Regions from separate parts of the Mus musculus genome. Here region 1 is linked to region 2. The links are chromatin contacts, called in public promoter capture Hi-C maps. All regions are on one chromosome and are shown on one strand. Each heading gives the region's core, a stretch centred on a gene start, on an enhancer-like site or on the middle of the called end of the contact. The rest is flanking DNA. Distances are from core to core; before and after follow the strand shown.

Region 1 (4,942 bases), core at 1,279-3,778, 200 kb before region 2:
CTCTATCCTGTGGCTAGAGAGCTTGTTGGAACATACAAATCAGCCCATCTTTCTCATCTAACCCTGCCACAGTTTCCCATAACTCACTCAATAAACAACAACCAAGTCCTTTCCATGTATCAGCACTAAGCACCAAAAATACAGTAAAAATCAAAGCCACCAAATTATTTCTTCAGGAAGGTGATGCTATAGTAAAGGAAACAGGAGAGAGAGAGAGAGAGAGAGAGAGAGAGAGAGAGAGAGAATGAATTTCAAATAAATGTTAAGATAGAAAAAAGCAGTGTTAAAAGGTACCATTTAAATTGTGTGTGTGCACATTTGTGTGTGTGTGTGTGAGAGAGAGAGAAAGAGAGAAAGAGAGAGAGAAACAGAGGACAGAGAGAGACAGAGACAGACTAGGGATAGTACTCAGAAAATTATGCAGGCTAAGGAAGCTCTTGACCACTGAGCTACAAATCCAGCCAAATTTGCTATTTTAGATGTGATGTCCAGGAAAACTGTGGTTGAGGGGAATGACACAGAAGCAGAATCCTGGTGGAAATGAGGGAGTGAGCTGTGTAGCTGTCTGAGGCTAGAGAGTAGAGTCAGTACATGTCTACGTGTTTAAGAATCCATAAAAAAACCCAATATAGACAGAACACAGTGAACAAGAGAGGGTAATGAGAAATAAGATTAGACATGAAATGAGAGTCGTACTAGTTAATTTTTGTCAACTTGACACAAGATACTGTCACCTAGAAACGGGGAGCGTCGACTGAGGATTTGTCTCCATCAGATTGGCTTGTGGGCATGTATGTGAGCATTTTCTTGATTGTCAACTGATGTGGGAGGGCCTAGCCCACTGTGGATGGTGCCATCCTGGGCAAGTGGTCCTGGGGTGTACAGGAAAGCGGGTAGAGCAAAGCATGGAAAGACAGCAGTAAGCAGCATGGTCTTGGCTTCTGTTTCTGCCTCCAGGTTTCTGTCCTGAGTTCCTGCTTGACATTCCTGATGACGAAATAAACCTTTTCCTCCCCAAATTGCTTGTGATCCATGTTTTATCATAGCAACAAAAGCAGACTAATACAAGGGACGCTGAGCCTATCATAAAGACTTTGGCTTTTGCTCTGATTGAGACGAACATAAGAAGGATGTAGCCTAACTTATCAATAGCTTCCTTACCTGGCCTGAACCCTATATCACACCTAAACTTAACTACCTTCTGCTCACACTTCAACATTTAGCTCAGGTGTGCCTTTCCACATCTGCTTGCCTCCTTCGCACATGTTGCCTTACATACATGCCCCTCCTTCATGTTACTGTAGGGCTCTGCAGTCATCTCTGCCCCTTGCAATTCCTTGTAACAGGCACTGTTAGCCCCCTTTATAGTGAAGTGAAGTAGAGTTGATGTAAATGTAACTCAAGGTCATACATAGCTATTAAGTAAGAAAGCCAAATTATAAACTCAAAGCTCAGACTACCCACTAATGATATCTCAGCATCTCTCCCAACCCTGTGCTGCTCTAGGCTTTCTACTTCTTGGTAATTCCTCTCTTGAGAACTTGCCCCATTTTGATTGCAAAGAGAAAAGTCACAGGAATTGTAGGGTGACAGCACAGCCTCCCATGGGAGAGACTGGCCAAAAACAAGGAGATTGCTTGAGGGGATGGTTTTGCTATCATACATACCACTGAAGAATCTGTGACTTCAGGAACCCCTCATGTCAGAGCCCGTAAAACACTTAGTAACAGGCCAATCACCTGGAACCCTCCCCCACATATGGACAAGTATAATATCACAGACACATTCAAAGGCCAACAAATCTAGAAACAAATATACACATCCATAGTCACATGGAAGTAGACATGAATGCATGTAGATACAAACACACATTGCCTGCAGGACTATTCTTTAGGGGGAAATGAGAGCATCCTTTGCAGAGGGGGAAAATAAGCCATGCTACACAAATAACCACAGAACAAAGTGGAAAGTTATCAGGGTGGGGAATACAGGAAGTGATGGGGGAGTAAAGGAGAGAGATTCCTTCTGCTTGGGGGTGGCTGAGCAGAATAAAAATAAACTGGCACTTCACTATGCACCTACCCTGTGTCAGGCATTTTCCACACATTATTTAATCTGCATGGCAAACACAAGGAAAAAATTAGGATTCCTGTTTTACAGAGGAAGAAAAGAGCTCTAAGGGGGAAACTGACTGACAAAGGTCACAGAGCTAGCAACTGGCAGGGTAGGGATTCAGACCCAAAGCCTGTGCTGGCCCTCCTGCTGTCTTGAAGTCTTCCTGGGAGAGGAAGCTCATGGACTGTACTTTGCCTAGGAGGAGCTAGGTGAGATGAGAGTAGAGCAACCTTGTAAGCCAAGGCTCTAAGATGGGGGAAGCAGGTTAGGCTGCCTTCTAGACACTTGAGGTTAGTCTGCCCATGACAGAGGGTGGGGCATAGACCCTTCCCAGATGCTACTCCTGTTTAGTGTGTGTGTGTAGGTCTTTTCTCCCTCCTTCTTTTTATTGGTACTGCCCAGAGCCAAGAATTCAGCCTGGGAATGGGAATCAGAATGCAGTTGCCATGGAAATGAATGGAGACTGTTGCTATGGATACCATAAGATGAGGGCAAGAGGAAAGCAAGGTTGCTGAAAACTATCCCCATGACAACTTAGGTTGGAAAGGGAAGGGACTAGAAGTGCGATACAAGAAAACAAGGGGGTCAGGGTGTGTAGATGGGAACCAAGGGTTTTAAGTTCTAGAAGTAAAAGGCTAGGCAAGAAAACTGGAGCTGACAGAGAGAGTGACGACAGGAGCAGGGCCTTTTGCTATCCAATCCAGTGTCACATAAAGTCCAATCCCAAATCCAGCCTGGATTAGCTAACAACTGAGGGCTAACCAGGTAAACAGTGGGAAAGCAGATTCTGGGAGCCCAAAGCCTGGGTTGGAATCCTGGATCTGCTCATTTGCAACCCTAGAAAAAAATACTAGTTTTAATTTACTCTTTTCACCAGGCCTAGCAACTGGGCAAAGTCCCGCTTTTCTCACTGAAAGAGATACAACGTAGGTGGGGAGATGAACTCAGTTGCAAAAGGTCTCAAAACTAAGTAGTAGGGGAGCCAAGACTGAAAAGAAAACATATCTGAGCATACAAGGCTGGTAGTATGGCAGAGCATTTGCCTAGCATCTCCAGTTTGGGGTTTGATCCCCATTTCCACACACATGAAACAATGAGTCTGCATAGAAAAGTTCCTGCTCTTCCTGTCCCCTCCCGAGGTGGAGTCCTTGACTAACCATCTCTCCATTTCTTCCCACAGTGGCACACAACGGACTAACAGCGGACTAGACCCTGAGGTAAATATTCGTGGAGCAGTAAGTGAGGAATCAGGAAAGCTGAAGTTAGATGGAAAAAGCTCCTGCATTTAAGAACAATGATTCATGGATTTGTTCAGTCCACAGAGTTGGAGTGAACTTTGCAAACAAGTATTAAGAACCATCCAATCCCATAGACGCAAGTGGAGCTCAGGCATCAAAAGGATCTTTCTCTCAAAAACTTCCCTATCTCCTAGACAAAAGTTGCACTTTGAGCTACAAATACCCATGCCACGCCCACCACTTCCTATTGTCTCTCGCTCTGCTCAATATGTTCCAAACAGGGAACAACAATAGGCTACTTGCAATTCCCATATAGCAAACGTATCCATCACCTTTTTGCATTCAAAGACTTGCTTTAATTTTCTTGTCCAAAATGTCTTTTCTCCTTTTTACCCTTGGACTTAACTGGCCCAGATGAGCTCATCTTCATTTTGTATACCCTGAACAGGCAGAACCTCCAGCCAAGAGAATTCTGACTCACTCTCAGCCCACCAGCACCCAACAGGATCAGGTACTGTCTCCTCTGTGTCTCATGCTCACCCGTCTCATGGTGGCCCTTATCACCAGTCTTTCTTGAAATATGCATTGCCCACTCTTGATCCCCATATCTGTTTTCCTTTTATACAAAAAAAAAAAAAAAAGATTTATTTTATTTGTATGAGTACACTGTAACTCTCTTCAGACATACCAGAAGAGGGCATCAGATCCCATTACAGATGATTGTAAGCCACCATGTGGTTGCTGAGAATTGAACTCAGGACCTCTGGAAGAGCAGTCAGTGCTCTTAACCGCTGCCATCTCTCCAGCACCCCACCCCCACCCCATCGGTTTTCCAAGAGTAGTGGCTTGCTGTGATTCACTTTTATGGAGCTACCATGCACAGGTCAGGGCCTAGCATACCTTGCTCAGCTAACCTGTCCCCTAAATCTACAGGTAACATGTCTGTATGTGTGTCACCATCTGTCTGATAACTGCTACCCTAAGAGCCCCATGTTTAAAAGCCAACCATCTCCTATCCTTGTGATTAAATTCACTGGGCACACACATAGAAGCTTTCAGGTGCAGAAAGCCAGACTTCACACAGAAATCTCATATTCTCAGGATTCCTCAAGCCTTGGCTCACATAGTCACACTTCCTTAGATATACAGCAACAACTCATGCAGTCTTTCACTACTGTGAGACCCGTCTAGCCTCACATGCATGTGCCCATAGACGCACAGACACATGGAGGCATATTTTTCTCACCACAGATATAGGTCTGCTCCCTTCCCACAGCATAACCCACTCTGATCCAGCCAATTCAGTTGCCTGCACAGGTGTCAAGCACTCTTACAGTGTGTTCTTGACTTGCCTTCTTCCTTTATTCAGTTAACCCCTGCCCACTTCCTTCTATCTCCACTCAAATAAAGTATAGAGGATGTTCTCCTGGTCGCAGGTCACCTAGACTCACATATCCTGGAGAGACATTTGAGCACAGTAATTACTCGCCATTCCCCAACTTGACCCTGGTGCACACCAGTGGGGTTTTCCCTCTACGGACCCTATCCCTTGAAATGTCTTCTTGCCTCTTGCCACCTAATCAAATCTT
Region 2 (4,271 bases), core at 1,359-3,858:
CCTCAGAGCCTTTACTCTCTTCCCCATCTCAGTTCCCCTAGCACACAAGACTGCACACACCTTGGAAGTTTGAGAATTTATTAGGCACCGAGGGTGAGTGGAGCAGAGTTACAAAGTGGCTGTTAGCTTTCCTTCAAATTGAAAAGGAGCTGGTGTTTCTCCTGCCTTGGCCCTTTAAGGCTGCATTCGAATGGCCCCATCCAGCCGGATGACCTCTCCATTCAAGAATGGGTTCTCGATTATGGTCTGTACCAGATGAGCATATTCAGCGGGGTCACCTAGTCGGCTGGGGAAGGGTACCTGGCTGGCCAAGAAGTTTCGCACTTTCTCTGGAAGGGTGGTAAGCAGTGGGGTGGCAAACAAACCTGGACAAGAGTACCAGAATCAGAGGTTCAGTCTTCTTTTCAGTTACTTGGTTCTTCCTCACTTTAGTGCTAAGCTGCTACATTTAGGGAGTGGACACCTTCTCTCATCTGCCTACAGGTCCCACCCAGTCCTAGTATAGCAAAAAGGTAAGAAAGAGAAATGTCTACCTGGAGCAATTGTTACCACACGGATGCCTGTAGGAGCCAGATCTCGAGCAATGGGCAGTGTCATGCCCACTATGCCCCCTTTGGATGCAGAGTATGCAGCTTGTCCAACCTGGAAAAAGAGTGGAGAACATATGTGGGAGATCCCCCAAAAGTCATTCAGCTAAGAGCTTCCCTCCTCCGTTCACATACCTGGCCCTCAAAGGCAGCCACACTGGCAGTGTTAATGATAACTCCACGTTGGCCTCCCTGGTCTGGTTCATTCTGGCCCATCTCCCCAGCAACCAGGCGGATCACATTGAAAGTGCCTATAAGATTCACCTGGAGGATGGTAGAACCATGATGTAGGATCTAGGACAGAGGCTGCCTTTTGTTTCCTTACACGCTTTGGGAATATTCACTGCCACACCCCCTTTATCCTCCCCGTGGAGATCTGCCAAGGCCTTACATTGATAACCCGCTGGAAGTCCTCCAAAGTATGGATCTTGTTCTTCTTTTGGTGGTATGTCTTAATGGCCACTGCAATACCTGCACAGTTGACAGCCACATCTATACGGCCAAACTTTTCTTTTGCTAGAGTCAAAGCTGCTTGTATCTCCTTCTCAGAGGTCACCTAGACAGGAAGAGATGAAGGAGAGGTATTTCTTTCCTACCATACACACACCACTAAACCTGGAGAGGAAGACAGACCCAGATCTTGGGTGGGAACAGAACTGTGTGAGCAAAGGGGGGTGGGCAAGAAAGAGTTGTAATAAAACAAATGAAGATGAAAGGGGAAATGGTAGATACTATAGAAGAGTGTTGCAAAACATTTCCCAATCTGTATTCTCTTGATTCATATGCCTCGGGTTATTCTCAGTTAATACAGATCAGGGCACTATAAACACTTCTGGTTTTTTTCTCTTGCAAGTACTGATGACTAAACCCAGGTGCCTCCCACATGCTAGGCAAGAACTCTGCCACCAAGCTGTACTCCAATACGATCAGTTCTGAAAATAACAGGAACATGACCTAGCATTAAAAGAAAAAAAAAATCCCTACCTGCTGAGTTGAAGTTTTTTAACTCTGTAAATGTAAAATGTCTGGGCAAGATATGCATTCCAACTGAACATATCTTCTCCAGGAAATCCTGGTGTGTCCAATCCTCTCATCCCCATAGTGCTGAGCCCGGCTTTAGCTTTCTTACTGCAGGGCTCTCACAGTATCCAAGACTCCAGTCCAAAGCTAAAAGGAAATGAGTCCCGCCCCGCCCCGCTCCCCCCCACCCCACCCCCCACCCCCCACCCCCCCCCCCCCGCCTTCCGTTTATGTGTGTGTGTGTGTGTGTGTGCAGGAATGTTCCTGCCAGGGCACACGTGTGGAGGTCAGAGTTGGATCTTTCCTTATACCATGTGGTTCCCAGGGATCAAACGGGGGTGTCATGGATGGCATCCTGTGCCTTTAACCACTAAGCCATCTGACCGACCCCAGATACCACTCTTACGGAAGGAATCCCCAAGTTTCCTCGTGCACGAGGAGAGTCACGACTCACATTTGCTGGGGCAAATATGCAGCTTTCTCCTAACTTCTTGGCTTGGGCTTCACCCTCTGAGTCAGGTACATCCAGAAGTACAGCTGTGGCCCCTTGTCCCACCAGTCTTTTGGCCGTAGCTAGGCCAAGGCCCGAGGCTCCTCCAGTTACTACCGCGACCAAGCCCTGTGAAAAGGTACTAGGTAAACTGCTATTATCCAGACCACTCCCCACCTTTTCATTTGCCAATTCTAGAGTTCTGCGAAGAAGAAGCGGGGACGGTCAGTGACCTAAATGTGCTTCCTCTCCCCCAGCGACGAAACTTGGGGGGCGGGGGCGTGTCTCATCCCAGGAATGTTTTTTCTGTGACCCCTCACACACAGATGTAGTTGAACATTGCTTGTTCACCGATTGAGCCCAACCACCGCAAAACCACGCGTTCTCCATGCACCGATATCTCCTCTCTTGTTCCTGCCCGCGCAGTCCTAGCCTGCATAAAAACAAAGGTTAGAGGCACAGAGCAGTCTACCTTCACGCTCCGAACTGCCGCAGCCATCTTGCACAAGCCTCGCCACCAGAGGAGGGCTTTTAGTGCCTTTTGCACATGCTCTCGCTGATTGGCCGACGCAGAGCCGCCTACTAGGTGGAGCGGCTGTCGCGGGGGCGGGGAGCAGTTGCGGCAGAGGAGGGTGGGGAAGATAGGGGTGTGGCCTGCTGTCCCGGACCTTGGAAAGGGAAAAGTTTAGATCCCAGGGTTAGGAACCTATCCTTTGTAGAAAAACCTAGCGGCTCCAGCTTGAAATCATTACTCCTTCATCCTGCTCTCTAGCAGATCTTTTGGTAGACAGACAGCTCCACCGGAGAAAGACAGGGCGAAGAAACTGAGTCCCTTCAGAAACTGAATCCCTTTCTCAGGAAAGCTTTCAAGTGTAAATGAAATCGATTCCTATGTGGTACCAGGTCCTGGGCATACACAGGGTGTAATACAAGGTCCATATTTCCAAAGAGGACACGGTTCATTTAGGAAAAGATAAAATTACAGTATAGACAACTAAAGGGACGTAGAGGCTGTTTTTTTTTTTTTTCAGTGATGAAATCAAACCCCGAGGTTAAGCAAGTACTCTACTATAGAGCTACAAACAGCCCAAGTACAGATTCCAGAATGTATAGCTGAGAAGACTAGAAGATTCTGAAATACAGACAGGCAACAGAGAGATAAATAAGTCGAAGCAAGGATAGAGAGCGGCCAGGCAGGATTAGACTTTTATGCAGGGGCAGGGCATGTCACTAGGAACTAGAGATAGGAAGTGGGCCTTATGAAACATGTACTTCTGGAAAGCAAACTCAGAGTCAAGGACATCTCTAATCAGCTCATCCTTTGCTCCGTTTCTATGTTCAATGCCCAGATCACACATTGTAGATTGGACCTCATCTAGAAAATGTTGTTAAAAACTCAGGTCTCTGGTTATCCTAGACTACCTTTCAGTCAATTAGGAACTTGAGGGTGGACATCTAAACTGTCTTCCATCCATATTTTGTCTCAAAGTCTTCAGGTCCACAAATCTGAGCCTACACTTTCTGCCTATAAAACTGCATTATGTCCTTTCTATGTTAAGTATTTTCCCATCTACTTCCCTGTCAAGGAAAACACCCCTCAAGTACTCTTGGTTGCTGATAGCAGTATAAGTATACTGATTGTCACTACTTTATCAAAGGATTTAGCACCAGATTAGAAGTCTTTATTTTTTAACCACCTCCTTCGTGTGTGTGTGTGTGTGTGTGTGTGTGTGTGTGTGTGTGTTTGTATACTGTGTAGGGTCAAAAGGGCAACTATGGGATTTGATTCTCTCCTTCCATCGTGTGGGTTTTGGTAATCAAACAGATCATTAGGCTTGGTGATGACACCTTTACCTACTGAGACATCCTACCAGTCCCAGACCACAATCCAAGTGTCATGTGAAGTGTTCCCAGCAACTTTGACCCTTGTGTTCTGGAGGCAGAAGCAGGATAACTATAGCAAATGTTGAAGCCATGCTGGTTTACATAGCCAATCTTAGGCTAGTCAGAAGTAGACTACATGACAAGACCCTGTCTCAAAGAGGGGGGGGGGGAGGCAGTTCTTCCACTGGGACTGCATTGAAAAAGAAAAAAAAAAGCATTCTTCTCTGGCCTAATACACTTACTACAGACATAGTGAACTCTTTTGTGTTCATTTTTACATTTTAAAAATT

What was found. Promoter capture Hi-C pulls out the DNA fragments that hold promoters and counts their contacts.
Region 1: a promoter capture Hi-C map of neural stem cells shows a contact between it and region 2. The contact joins the enhancer-like site here to the promoter of Hsd17b10 in region 2. A contact is called at or near these places in 10 of 39 promoter capture datasets (the 3T3-L1 cell line, the C10 cell line, the HPC-7 cell line and 6 more), 2 of 115 datasets of contacts at active chromatin or transcription factors (bone marrow-derived macrophages and forebrain) and 2 of 9 other capture datasets (adipose tissue and pancreatic islet).

Annotation. Positions count from the first base shown.
Region 1 is chrX:152,195,572-152,200,513 of GRCm38.p6, reverse strand. The region is part of intron 2 of Iqsec2 (IQ motif and Sec7 domain 2); the gene reads right to left. Among named protein-coding and RNA genes, the nearest start is that of Gm52430, 5.1 kb to the left of the region's middle. Within about 2 kb of position 2,528, at least 36 of the 459 cell types and tissues checked have an H3K27ac peak or open chromatin away from gene starts, as enhancers often do. A contact at or near this core is called in forebrain and neural stem cells, where this site is marked.
Region 2 is chrX:152,000,233-152,004,503 of GRCm38.p6, reverse strand. It overlaps Hsd17b10 (hydroxysteroid (17-beta) dehydrogenase 10), which reads right to left and starts at 2,608. Exons shown (of 6, transcript NM_016763.2): 1 at 2,570-2,608; 2 at 2,062-2,226; 3 at 979-1,143; 4 at 723-851; 5 at 534-642; 6 at 62-365. The coding sequence starts at 2,596. The coding sequence ends at 175.